2 separate regions of the Zea mays genome follow, and region 2 is linked to region 1. The links are chromatin contacts, called in public Hi-C maps. All regions are on one chromosome and are shown on one strand. The core of a region is the stretch at or near the end of the contact, and the rest is flanking DNA. Distances in the headings are between cores, read along the strand shown.

Region 1 (6,863 bases), core at 3,398-5,897:
ATTTTCGGATTTAGGAAAATTTCCCAAAGAATTATAATAAAATAATAATATTTTTCTCATCTTTGAAATCACATCATAGAATAAATATGTTTCCCACTAAAGACCGAGATTTAACTTGAAACCTACTTAAATAATTGCAAATGTTCTTAAAACTAAATAATTGATAAGACAATTCTCCAAGAATGAAATTATATCCTAAAAAGGGGTAAAACTATTTTATATTGAAGAAAATGCATAATAAATAATAAATTTTTGAATGAGCCATTAAAACAAATATTGAATAAACTAGGGAAAAGAATCGGCTTGGGCTGATTTCCTCCGCTACCGGCCCATCTCCTCTTCACACGTGTGGCCCAACTCCACTGCCGCGCCGGCCCAAAATGAATCCAGCCAGCTTCGGACCCGTGCCGTCATCCGACCCCACCCGCCATTCTCCCTAGTAAGCACACACGCACGAACCGTGTCACCGCCGTTTGGGGCCCGCTATCCAGATCATCGTCGCGCACACACGTGAAAGAAGCAGACGCTGGTTTGTGGGCCATGGTGTGCGGCATCCCCTTCCTTCGTCAAATTGTAGCAACATGATCCCAACTAGTGCTGGGAATATGGGCCGAGCTTTTCGGGCCAGCACGAGCACGGCCCGAAAATAGGAGCCCAAAGCACGGCCCGGCACGAAATAATTCGGGCCGGGCTAGCACGGCCCGAAGGCGGGCTTGGGCCGGGCCTCAATTTACGGCCCGTCGGGCCCCAGCACGGCCCGCATAGATGGGCCAGGCTTGGGCCGGCACGGCCCAATTAAGCCCAATCTATTTAATTTCTTTAATTTAGTAAGATATCGACTTTATATTGTTGTTATATTTAGAGTTTATGTGGTCAAATAATGCTAAATTGTTTAATATCTTTAATTTAGTAAGTTATGAACTTTATATGTTTGTAATATTTTGATTTTATGTGGTCAAATACACGGGCCGGGCTTGGGCCGGCACAGTCCAAAGAAGGCACGACGTGGTTTAGGGCCGGACTGGGCCACTGTTTTTATACTTCGGGCTGGCACGGCACGGCCCAAAAATCATTTGGGCTTTGTTGGCCCGAACCTGTTTGGCACGAAGCACGATGGGCATGGGCCGGGCTAGCCCGGCCCGGCCCAATTCCCAGCACTAATCCCAACAACCAAGCTCGAATGGAGATCTCGCTAACTAACCTCCGCATGTACTGCGTCCTCGGGCTATACAAATAGTCAAATACTCATCCGCGAGCCCCCCCCCTACCTCCTCGTCCCTTCTCCATCATGCGCCATCATAGCCATGGATCGAGCGGAGCCGAGGACGAGGATGGGATCTGCCGTTGTCAGTCCATGCCTGCACCGCCGTCGAATTCTCGAGGCCGAGGCTGGAAGCTTCGCCGCGACTTTGGGATGCTGCACGTGGCCATCTCCGAAGGGGAGAACCATCGGGTCGCCGGTGATTTCTCGCCAGAGCCATCAACGCATGCCTTACCGTGGGTCGTCCTCACCTCGACAACCTGGCTGGTAAGAACTTACTCTCTTAATTCGTTCTCATCTTGACATCGTGTAGCGGTAGTTGGGGCAGTAAATCGCGGGCCGCAGCGGGTGAAGACCTTGCGACGGCGAGGTTCCACCGTGGGCAGAAAACGGTGCCACCGGGCCACAATGTAGGTGGAAGAAGGTGCATCAGCCGTTGATCCGAGATTGACGGCTGCGATCATATCACACATACCCTTTCGCTTGGATGAGTACCTACCGTCGATCTAATATCGGATGGGTGGAATTAGATCTTGCTTCATGAAATTGGATCCATAGATTTTAGATCCTAAGGACTTCATCGTGTACCGGTTCGGGGCTCGGATGTTTAAATCCACACCGTGCATCGCTGATCCTGCGGTCGTCAAAGGATACCGGTTCACCTTGGATCAGGATCTAATCTGGGCCCTTGATCATTTAACGGATGGCCCCGGTTGGCCCATACCCTTTGCTGTGGCAAATTAGCACAAGAGCCCCTGGAATTTACCGAAAAGAACCTGCGATCCTGTACTGTTATGGGGACATAAGATTTAGGTCCTTTTCTTTATGCTTCAGCCCCTGATCTTTTGGAAAATAGCAACAGCAATACTGAAGTCTACAGGTTATGTAAATAAAATCGAAAAAACTATTTTTCAATATAAAAATAAATCGAAAACATTAGAAACTCCATAGCTTATTCATTTTAACCCCGATTTAAACCGTTTAAATTGCGTTAGATTCACAATAAGGTTTACTACACAGAGACAAACCTTATTTTGTTATGTCACATACTTTTATAGATAGATATTTATTTACACTACATATAGTAGAATAATCTTTTTAGCAAAGTAATCTGACTATAAATATAATTTGATTGGCAAATGATCTCTAATCAAGTGATAACTTATATTAAAGTTGAATTAGTTATTTCTTTAATATCTTTTCTCAGATGATTTATATTAATCAACATAGAATATAGTTGTTAATTACTTAATCACTAAAATCTTCCGAGAACTATATCTTTTGAACCATATCTCCGATTTCAATGGTTCTCGGGCCCATGAATAGCGGTGAGGTCACGAGAAATTTGAAGACTGGCTTGGAGAAGTACTTGGGAATCTCAAGTCTACGGCAAGTTGTGCCCTTGATCACTCTTCTTTACCCAATAATGTCCTATTAATCACTGTGGCATGCTCAGGTTAATTTGATGGGACCCGATAGGTTTCTTAGGCTCTTAGCATTGTTTATCCCACACCTTGCAAATAAAAGAACTATTGGGTAGAGTTGTTATTGCTCTACCTGGTTTTGGAAAATTAATGTTATATTATGATCATGTTACAATTATGTTGTTGTTTTAATTATTGTTTATGATAAGATCATCATGTTAATTGGAACATGAAGAACCACCCGAAAAAACAGTGTTACCACAAGGGTAGAATAGGACGCCCTTGGCCAAGTAATTAGGAAAGCTAGGGAGAGATTACTTTACCCGAAAGGGCGACCGGGGAGGCGTCGCTGCAGAGTATAGGGGGTTCTCGGGTCGAACTGCTGCGATGGCATTTCAGATGAGGGATTCATATGCTTCCTTCTTCCTGAATCTGTAGCAGGTTTTCTTAAACTAGTGGAACTTTGGAAAGGCCTCGCAGTGGATCCCTAGTCATTCACCTTGGAAGTGTCTAAGGATCTAGCTAACCCTGGCTAATCAGGAAACACGCCTTGTAGGTAAAGATACACAACATCTGTAGAGTGCAAAACTGGTATATTAGTCGTGCTCACGGTAATGAGCGGCTCGGACACTCACATTAGTAATTTATGAAACTAAATTTGTCGTATGCATTGTATTGTGGGTGTTTTTATTAATTGTGATATCTTATTTAATTGGGTTGGTATCTAATTATACTTGGTAACTGCTAATAAAATTTTGACCAACTTTAAAAGCAATGCTCAGCTTTAACTATCTCCTTTGGTAAGTCTTACACTTCACATGAGCCCCACTGTAAGTGAGCTCATCCACATTGTTCCCCACAACTTGTTGAGCGATCAACGAATGTGACCTCACCCTTGTTGTACTCACATCCCTCAGGTCAAGAATAGGTACCCAAGATAAGGAGCATGAAGGATGTTGTGATGAGTTTGTGAGAGGTCTAGACCGCCGCCTCTCAGTCAACTTAGATTGCTGGATTATTGTCTTCGTATGATGTAATTATTTAGTTATTTTGTATAGAACTCATATTATATAGTAAAAGATGTGACATCCGTTTTTGTACCATGACTCATCATATGTGTGAGACTTGATTCTATCACACATTTGACATTCGCCCGGGTTTGGCCTCCTAAATCCGGGGGAGCCATTGGCAATTTTGCCATTATCATTTGTGGGCTTCGCCAATATGCCATCGGACCCACAAATCATAGACACAGACGGTCCCACCAGTCATAGACACAGGATGGCATAATAACAGACAGCCAAAATTGAGAGTGGCAAAATAGCAAATTTCTCAAATCCGGGGGTGACATTCAGATTGATAGATAAACTTATGTTGTAGTGAGTTTGCAGGAGTAGGTTTCTTTTGCTGCAGGTTATCCTGGACAGTTTGTCTAAACTTTACTATATTTCTGTTATGGAAATATAGAAATGGGGTAATCTTCTTATCAAAAAAAAATGTAACATGTGGGTTTCTTCAAACAGTGATATGTCATGTTAATTATGAAAATGTCATTAAAATGTTTTCAGAATGGCTAATCGATTCTCATCGCTAGAGGAGCAATCAGCCCGATTAATCGCCTTCTGAATCCTAAGTTCTAAATCGAGCAAGTTGCAGGTGACATGACTGGGGACTAGGGACTCGGATCACAAATTCACAACGAGGACTAGGGTCTAGGGACTTGGGGAGTGATATGAGCACAGCCCACAGCTTCCATGACGGGGCGCACCCAACACATGAGCACTATAGGCAAGTCACCGGTGAACAAGGAGTCGAGGTCTGCGGAGAAGAGGTCAGCTACTGTAGGACCAAGGAGTGGGCACACTGGGGACCAAGGAGGGGGCGCCGATGGCGCACCGCTGTCTCTGTGCTCTACTGCTCTAGTGTCTGGTCTAGGGTTCTTCAATCTCCAGGCTATGTGATGCTCTACTACTCTCGTGTGTGGGCTAAGCTCTGCGTATAGGAAAGGTCAAGTGGGTTGCACTGGTCCAATATGAATGCTAACAAAAAACGAAGTGGGCCGAAATTGAAAATTCCCAAACGCGGGCAAACTGATCGTCCGCGACCTGATCGAACGACTAATCATGATTAAATGACGATTAATCGGATGATCAGGTTTCTAATCACTCTGATTGTGTCGCTATTGTTTATCGATCGAGTGCACAATTGTGATCAGTCAATTAATCGCTATTAATGAGACGATATGAAAACATTGATGACATTGCTATTATTTAATTAAGAATCTTATAAACATTAAGAATTAACATATACACAAAAATAAGTTAGTTGCTTTGCATATGAACCAATCTTCAGTTTGCATGGTTTATGAACTAACGAGCTGTATGTTTTGAAGTTAGTAGATGTTAAATCAATGCATGCATAGTAGTACTATAAAATTGAACATACCCTCAAAGAAAATTAAATCGTCATATTTCTGAGTAGAAATGAGACTCACAAGTTGTTCAAATTTAAATGCTTTAGAAATATAATTTCAACTGGCAGGGCGCAGTTTCGCCAATATAGCTTTAGTAAGGAAAGTGTTGGTTCTCTTGGCAGCTCTCTCAAGTAAAACCCTCTGATGCTTACATTCATGCCAACACTTTGATAAGAAGCACAGCAGAAAGTTGCCAAATTTCAATGACCTCGGGAACTCTGATGCCCGGTCATCAATCACAGAAATTAGCTCATTAACGGTGCTTGGTGTCAAGTAAATATCTTGACTAAGAATGTTGTAAAATAGTGCAAACAGAGATTCCGTCCACACCAAATGAGTACCGATATTCTCCATATGCTGAGGCATACAGATTGGTTTCCTCTCTTGCTCCTTTCCTGAAAGCAGCCTATGGCAGAAAGCAGTAACTTGCAGTGGATGCATGCATTCCTTGATAATACGTGTTAACACATCACACTGGGGAACATTTAGGCCGCCCTTTCTAAGAACCAGTGGAAAGAGTACAGCTTCCAGTGCTGCAGCTGGGTGGCGCTTGCAGAGACCCAATGCAGTGGAAAGGAGAACGGATGAAGCTGGTCTTTGAAGCTCCAGTAACTGTGGTAAGAAAACAGAACACAGAACAAGTGCTGGTCCTTTTCCATCCACCCCATCTTCCTCAAGCACTAAATTGGAAAGCAAGACCCTCAGAGTGTCATCGTCAGCTTCCCACGGCTGTACTAAGCTAAGCACTCCTGCAGCATTCCTGGACTCAACGCAAAGGTCCTGCAAATCCTTCGCCACCCGCCGGGCCGCCAAGACAGATTCCACTGTCACAATCTCCTTCTGCAGAGCCACGACTCTCTGCATGATTGAGTCCTCAAGCGGAGGAGCTTGAGGAGGAAGAACACGTCCAGCCTCCTGCATCTCCACGTCCTCGTTTTGCACCAACACCAAGTTCTCCAACCCAATCCCGTCCGAACCATACTCACCGCCACGACCAGCACGGGTCCCGCACCCGCTACCCATCAAGCTCCGGCAATCAACAGGGAGCCACGGCAAGACCGGATGCGCCCGCGCGCCCGCTTCTTGAAGCCACGTTGGCGGATCGTGAAACCCATCGATAAACTCCTCGGAGGCAACACCAGGGACGCCTTCCTCTTCAGGCAATCCGTCGATCAGATGACGGGCGCCGCGGAGGACCCATAGTCCATACAGGCCATGTGGAGCGGAGAGGACACGGGCTGCGAGGGTACGGAGGAGGTGCGGATCGAGGAGGCCAGCAGAGGAGACGAGGAAGGAGAGCGCCTGGGACTGAAGGAAGGGAGGTAGGGTCTGGAAGAGGATGGCGGCCGTGGGGTCGGAGGCCGGGAGCGTGGGCGCTGGCGAGAGAAGGAGGCGCAGGAGCGCGGCGGCCGAAGGAGGCGCGCTGGGGCAGTCTCCAGAGGAAGGGGAAGAGGAGAAGGCGGCGGCGTTGGCGGCGGGGGAGGTGAGGAGGTGGCGGAACAGCGCCAGCCACTGCTCCATTTCACCATTTGAGAGTGGCGGGAATTTTCCCACGTTTTTTGTTCGGATAGGCTAATGTCGAGGGATGGCAATGGTTGGGTAATTGGGTTCTCGTGGAGCAAAAATCCAATCCCGTCTGTAAAGTCTAAGGGCCCGTTTAGTACAACTCCAATTCTTGATTCTTTAGCTCTAGATCTCGATCATT
Region 2 (7,611 bases), core at 782-3,281, 130 kb before region 1:
AGCCTTCTGTGTAGTAGAGTTGCATATCCCTGTTACACTGCAGTTCCTATATTTCTTTGCAATGTACAGTGAAAGGGATCCCCATCCACATCCAACATCTAGGATACTTTGGCCATCTTGTAGTTTCGACCTCTCACAATACAGATCCATCATCGCAACCTCAGCATCTTCTAGGGTGCTTGAATCACCAGGGAAATAGCAGGAACTGGAAGATTCAATGTATTTGTGGATTAACCAAAGAGAATGTCTCTTGTTAAAACCAAGGAGTGGGACTACACACTGCACCTTCAGCCACTCATATAAACAGACCTGTTCCTAGTATCATCAGAGCCGAAGAGAACATGTCTTTTGCTAAAACTAAGGAGTGCGCACAAACCTGTATTTGAGATTCTTTCCCAGCACTAGCTTGAAAAATGTAGTTGGCAACTCATAGTGTTGGGCTTTAGCTTTGTCTGTTTCAATGGCAATGGGCATCTCTTCAAGAGCTGCATCACGAAAACACACGGCGCAGTAATGAGATATTCGATTCTTAGGAGATCCATAGCATCACAAAACCAGTAAGCAATTACATATCGCTCTGGTGGTTAGGTTAGTCTTTACTGAAACATTAGATAACGAAACAGATATATGGCATCTGTTAGTTATCGTTGGAGACTCAGAGAATTATAATGAAGGGGTTATGATACTATGGGTATGTTTTTGTAGAACTTATAAACTGGTTAACAACCCAACGGCATGTTGTTGTACAACTTATAAACTGGTTAACAACCCAACGGCAAACTTTTCTGCAGCTTATTCTGGCGTGCTTATATATCCTCATTCCTCATGACACTCATTTAACTGAAAAGCAGATAGAGTACTGTCATACAAGTATACAACTCATTTATTCCCTTAGTCTAGCTTTTATGGAAACGCTTCCGAGAAACTGTCCCAAAGAGAGCCTAAGCCTATGTTGCTAACAATATATACTTACAGGAAATAGTATTAACATCTTATCATCAAAATAGGTTTACTATGAAAACAATTGACTTGGTGGTGTTTATCTTATATCACAAATATTTGCATTTATTTATTTATCTAAACAAAGTTATTTTTGTGTGTGTAGGACATCCCATATATTCGTTGAATATTTCCCACTGTACTGTACTGCACTGGTAGTCGGTACTTACAACAAGATGTCAAAGTTTAGGCTAAGCCATTTGGTGCTACCTTACAACAAGATGTCAAAGTTTAGGCTAAGCCATTTGGTGCTACCTAGACACACCAAAAAATAGAAAACCGAAGTATGGTCTGACAAAAAAAAACGACTAGGATATGGCACGGACACGGATCCTCTGACGTACTGCACCGTGCAGTTGGGTCACTGCGCGTGGGCCCTGTCGCACGCGGAGCCCACGCGGCAGTGGCCCATGCAGTACTGCAGGGATCCCGATCCATATGGCACGGCCCGACGGCCGTCGTTCTTTAAACTTAAGCACGATAAATGGTACGGTACGACATGACTAGATGTACGGAAGGACCGACGTTATGGCCAGTGGGGGCACAAGCCCCCACTCAAATTTAGATATGGTTTTACTTAAGCCGAAATTATTTTGTCTCATGCTAGCCTAACTTACAGCTCTATTTACAACCGACAGATAAACTGGAGGCGCTGTAGTCGGAGCTTACAGTGGACGAACTGGAGGAGCTGCTGCAGCTGGAGCGGCGCGGAGGGGAGGTAGCCCTGGCGGAGGCGCTGCGCTAGCAGGAGCCGCGTCAGGCGCCGGGTCACCGCGTCCGGGATGAGGTTGCGCTCCAGCGCCACCAGCGCGGACCGCGTCGCCGCCTCATAGGCCCGCTCGGCTACGGATGCTGCCACCATGCTGAACTGCCGCCGCGGTGCCGGTGCGCGAAGGAACTGACCAGACAGGCGAGGCTTCGCGGCTTCGCGCTTCGCGTTGCGGCGCTATTAGATTGGTCGGGCATCTATCGGCTTCCGGTTGGTGGGGCTATGCTATATGCCTGTGAATGGAAAGCGGGCCACGTCGGCGCTACAACGCTCGCTATTTTTTCGACCGCTAGTATTTCTTTATCCCGATACTATAGTATGACGCGGACCGACACATTTCTGTTTGGGAAGTACTAGGTTCGAACTCTCCTGAAGCGTAAAAAAAAAGCCTTATTCGATTGTATGGGATTGAGAGTCTATATGTTTTTTACAGATTTATTGTCTAGCTAAATTAATTGTCTAATTTATATAAGATTTGATCAGATAGAACGATTCCCGTGTATTTCTTGATAAACGAGAAATGTTTGAGGGAGATAAAATTCTCTTCTATTCAATTCTACCTAGGAACGGATAAAATCTCATTCAATCCACTCATAACCGAGCAGATTCTTAGGGCTACGACTTTGAAAACTCAATCCCCTTATATTGGTGGGAATTGAGGAAAAAATTAACTACCAGTTATTTTTTCGCTTTGAATCCGAAGAGAATTTGAGTTTCCAAACTAACCCTTTTTTTCATGAGACTATGCAGGTCCATAATATATCTACATATGCATATTATCAGAAAATTTAAGATTTAAATTCATTTTGAGAATTTTTCCTTAAAAATAACAGAAGTTAAGATGCGTATACACACTATAGGACAAAATTTATAAGAATTTACCTTCTAATACATATGCACCTAAACTGTGTTATTTTCATATGATTTTTTCTAGATTGATTTTGAATCTTAAATTTTGTGACAATGTATATGCATAGATGCATTATGAATGGGTATAGTTTCAACTTTTTTGTGAAGATTTCTAAGTATGTTTTCTAAAGAGTTCTCGAGATTCCACCGAATATAGATTTTGCACTGAACATTTTCTCTTTCCATTTGCAGCAGCTTAATTTTTGTGGAGCTTTTCTAGTAAGCTCGCTATTTAAAGAATCTGGTGGCTATAATCTAAGTATATATGTCCAGACATTACGGGCCGCCTGTTTAGCCCGCAACCCGGCACATTTTTGGCTCGGTCCAAGCACGGCCCTGTTTGATGTCCTTCGTGGTTGGGTCGCACGGCCTGTTGAGCGTGTCGGTTTTGGGCATCATATGTGGCCCTCGTATTGTGGTTGGTCCGACACAGAATGTGGGCCGACCCGATGGCAGCCTAGTGGCTACATAAGCTAGACGGTCTGAAAGGGAAATAGGCTTACACCTTTTTCTAAATGATTTTGGTGGTTGAATCGCCCAACATAAATAATTGGACTAACTAGTTTGCTCTAGATTATAAGTTCTACAGGTGCCAAAGGTTCAACACAAACCAATAAAAAGTCCAAGAAAGGGTTCAAACAAAAAGGAGCAAAGACAACCGAAGGCGGCCCTGGTCTGGCGCACCGGAATGTCCGGTGCACTAGGGTGGATCAACTCCAAACTTGCCACCTTCGGGAATTCTGGGAGCCACTCCGCTATAATTCACCGGACTGTCCGGTGTAGCACCGGACTGTCCGGTGTGCCAAGCGGAGCAACGGCTACCTGTGCCAACGGTCGCCTGCAACGCTACAGGAACAGTGAATAGTGCGCGGACTGCGCGCGCAGAAGTCAGAGCAGGCGCAGATGGCGCACCGGACAGTGAACAGGACCTGTCCGGTGCACCACCGACTGTCCGGTGGCCCACATGTCAGAAGCTCCAACGGTCGAACCCTAACGGTTGGGTGACGTGGCTGGCGCACCGGACAGTGTCCGGCGGCGCACCGAACTGTCCGGTGCGCCATACGACAGCAACCTTCACCAACGGGCATTTTGGTGGTTGGGGCTATAAATACCCCCAACCACCACACTTCAATGCATCCAAGTTTTTCAGCCATCAAACCTCATACAAGAGCTCTAGACTTCATTCCAAGACACAAACAAAGAGATCAAATCCTCTCCCAAAGTCCGGAATCACTCCAAATAAATTAGTGATTAGAGAGAGAGATTTTTGTGTTCTTTTGAGCTCTTGCGCTTGGATTGCTTTTCTTATTCCTCTATTCTTGTTTCCAACTCACTAGTAATCAAAGCAAGAGACACCAAGTTGTGGTGGTCCTTGTAGTGGACTAAGTGTCCCATTTGATTGAAGAGAAAGGCTCACTCGGTCTAAGTGACCGTTTGAGAGAGGGAAAGAGTTGAAAGAGACCCGGTGAAAGGGAAATAGGCTCACACCTTTTCCTAAATGATTTTGGTGGTTGAATTGTTCAACACAAATATTTGGACTAACTAGTTTGCTCTAGATTATAAGTTCTATAGGTGCCAAAGGTTCACAATAAACCAATACAAAGTTAAAAGAAAGGGTTCAAAAAGAAAGGAGCAAAGCAACCGAAGGTTGCCCTGGTCTAGCGCACCGGACTGTCCGGTGCACCACCGAACAGTGTCCGGTGCACCAGGGTGGATTCTCTCCAACTCGCTAGCTTCAGGAATTCTAGGAGCCACTCCGCTATAATTCACCGGACTGTCCGATGTAGCACCGGACTGTCCGGTGTGCCAGTGGAGTAACGGCTAAACATCGCCAACGGTCGTCTGCAAAGGAACAGTAAAACGCTACAGTGCGCGCCTGCGCGCGCAGAAGTCAGAGCAGCCGTCAGAAGGTGCACCAGACAGTGAACAGTGACTGCCCAGTGCACCACCGGACTGTCTGGTGGTCCCACATGTCAGAGCTCCAACGGTCGGAACCCAACGGCTTGGTGACGTGGCTGGCGCACCGAACAGTGTCCGGTGGCGCACCGGACTGTCCGGTGCGCCATACGACAGCAGCCTTCACCAACGCCCATTTTGGTGGTTGGGGCTATAAATACCCCCAACCACCACACTTCAATGCATCCAAGTTTTCAGCCATCAAACCTCATACAAGAGCTCTAGACTTCATTCCAAGACACAAACAAAGAGATCAAATCCTCTCCTAAGTCCGGAATCACTCCAAACAAATTAGTGACTAGAGAGAGAGACTTTTGTGTTCTTTTAAGCTCTTGCGCTTGGATCGCTTTTCTTCTTCCTCTATTCTTGTTTCCAACTCACTTGTAATCAAAGCAAAAGACACCAAGTTGTGGTGGTCCTTGTAGTGGATTAAGTGCCCCATTTGATTGAAGAGAAAGGCTCACTCGGTCTAAGTGATCGTTTGAGAGAGGGAAATGGTTGAAAGAGACCCGGTCTTTGTGACCACCTCAACGGGGAGTAGGTTTGCAAGAACTGAACCTCGGTAAAACAAATCACCGTGTTCATCCGCTTTATTTCTTTGTTGATTTGTTTTTCTCTCTTTCGGACTCGAATTTAATTCTAACGCTAACCCTGGCTTGTAGTGTGTGCTTAAGTTTGTAAATTTCAGATTCTGCCTATTCACCCCCTCTAGGCAACTTGCAATTGTTATCGGAGCCCGGTACTTCATTACAGCCTAACCGCTCGAAGTTATGTCAGGAGCTCACGCCAAGAAGGAGATGGTGACCGGCGAGAAGCCCGCCACAAGCCACGGGAAGGCTCCATCGGGAGAGTCCGGCAACAAGAAGAGGGAGGAATCACCTCCCCGCGTTAAGTCGCACCGGAGTGGCGACAAGAAGAAGAAGATGAAAAAGGTGGTCTACTATGAGACCGACTCTTCGTCGCCATCCACCTCTGGCTCCGACGCGCCGTCCGTTACTTCTAAGCGCCATGAGCGCAAGAAGTTTAGTAAGATCCCCTTACGCTATCCTCGCATTTCCAAACATACTCCATTACTTTCCATTCCATTAGGCAAACCACCGGCTTTTAACGGTGAAGATTATTCTAGGTGGAGTGAAATGATGAAATATCATCTAACCTCACTCCACACAAGCATATGGGACATTGTTGAATTTGGAGCACAGGTACCATCCGTGGGGGATGAAGATTATGATGCGGACAAAGTCGCCCAAATCCAACACTTTAATTCCCAAGCAACTACTATACTCCTCACCTCTCTAAGTCGAGAGGAGTATAATAAGGTGCAAGGTTTGAAAAGTGCAAAAGAGATTTGGGACATATTAAAGACCGCGCACGAAGGAGACGAAGTGACCAAGATCACCAAGATGGAAACGATCGAGGGGGAGCTCGGTCGCTTCATGCTTCACCAAGGAGAGGAGCCACAAGCCATGTACAACCGGCTCAAAACCTTGGTGAACCAAGTGCGCAACCTCGGGAGCACCAAATGGGATGACCATGAAATGGTCAAGGTTATTCTTAGATCACTCATTTTCTTAACCCTACTCAAGTTCAATTAATTTGTGGTGATCCAAGATATAAACTAATGTCTCCCAAGGAAGTGATAGGAAAGTTTGTGAGCTTTAAACTCATGATCAAAGGCTCCAAACAAATCATTGAGCGAGGCACCACCTCCACACCCGAGGTGCAACCTGAAAGTCGCCTAGAGGGGGGGTGAATAGGCGAAACCTGAAAATTAAAACTTTATCCCCCAACTAGATCCCTTGATTAGTGGTTAGAACAAGATATACAAATATCGGAGAATAGAAACTAAGTTCTTGCTTGAAAAGAGCATTGCTAAATAATGCGGGAGTGATAAATCAATACAACTAGTAAGTTATAGAATAACAAAGCAAGAAGCCTTAGATGAGAAGAGTACTAGGACAAGTTCTTTCTTGCAACGTGTTGCTTCACTAAATGGAAATTTAACTTGAAGCGACACTAAATGATATTAGCAAATAAAGGTGCAAGAAAACTTAGAGCAAGGGAAGACAAACAAATCACAAGCAATAAACACAATGGACACGGGTGATTTGTTTTACCGAGGTTCGGCCCTCGAAGGCCTAGTCCCCGTTGAGGAGTCCACTTAAGGACGGGTCTTTTTCAACCCTTTCCCTCTCTCCGCCGATCACACAAGGATCGGTGAGCTCCTCTTCTTCTCAAGGATCACTCTCGATCCCACAAGGACCACCACAATCTTTGGTGTCTCTTGCTAGCTTTTACAAGCCTCCAAAACTTTGGAGGAAGTTCGAATGGGAGTCAAAACTCCACGCGCAAATGAACACAAAGATGAAGCACACACTATCTCTCAATGAATCTCACAAGGCACTAGTGCTAAACTCAAATGAGTAGCTCTCTTTTGCTTGCTCTCTCTTTTGTGGCACTTGTGTTGGTTGTAGTGGTCTAAATCTTGTGTATAGGATGGATCAATGAATATATGTGGTTGGGAGGGCTTGAGTATGTCAACTAGATGACTTAGAATGTTGCTTGGGCTCCCACACCTTGAAGTGGCCGGTTGGGGTGGTATTTATAGCCACCAACCAAAATCTAGCCGTTGGGTGAGGCTGTCTGTTCGATGGTGCACCGGACAGTCCGGTGCACACCGGACATGTTCGGTGCCACAGCCACGTCACCCGGCCGTTAGGGTTCTGACCGTTGGAGCTCTGATTGCTGGGCCCGCCTTGATGTCCGGTGGCGCACCGGACATGTACTGTAGAGTGTCCGGTGCGCCATGCCACGCGTGCCTGACTTCTACGCGCTCTGGTGCGCATTAAATGCGTCGGCAGGTGATCGTTGGTGCCGAAGTAGCCGTTGCTCCGCTGTCACACCGGACAGTCCGGTGTACACCGGACAGTCCGGTGAATTATAGCGGAGCAGCTTCGATGAATTCCCGAGGCTGGCGA

Evidence for each region. Hi-C and Micro-C count contacts between places; a contact is called where the count stands out from the background.
Region 2: a contact with region 1 is called in a Hi-C map of leaf, with 3 times the contacts expected there. The contact joins the promoter of LOC100272247 here to the enhancer-like site in region 1. A contact is called at or near these places in 4 of 25 Hi-C or Micro-C datasets (ear, leaf and tassel).

What each region holds. Positions count from the first base shown.
Region 1 is chr9:86,027,590-86,034,452 of Zm-B73-REFERENCE-NAM-5.0, reverse strand. No RefSeq gene overlaps it. Among protein-coding and RNA genes, the nearest start is that of LOC100274875, 100 kb to the left of the region's middle. Within about 2 kb of position 4,647, at least 13 of the 20 cell types and tissues checked have an H3K27ac peak or open chromatin away from gene starts, as enhancers often do. A contact at or near this core is called in ear, leaf and tassel, where this site is marked.
Region 2 is chr9:86,151,004-86,158,614 of Zm-B73-REFERENCE-NAM-5.0, reverse strand. It overlaps LOC100272247, which reads right to left and starts at 2,031. Exons shown (of 8, transcript NM_001359589.1): 1 at 1,669-2,031; 2 at 377-485; 3 at 1-205. The coding sequence starts at 1,861.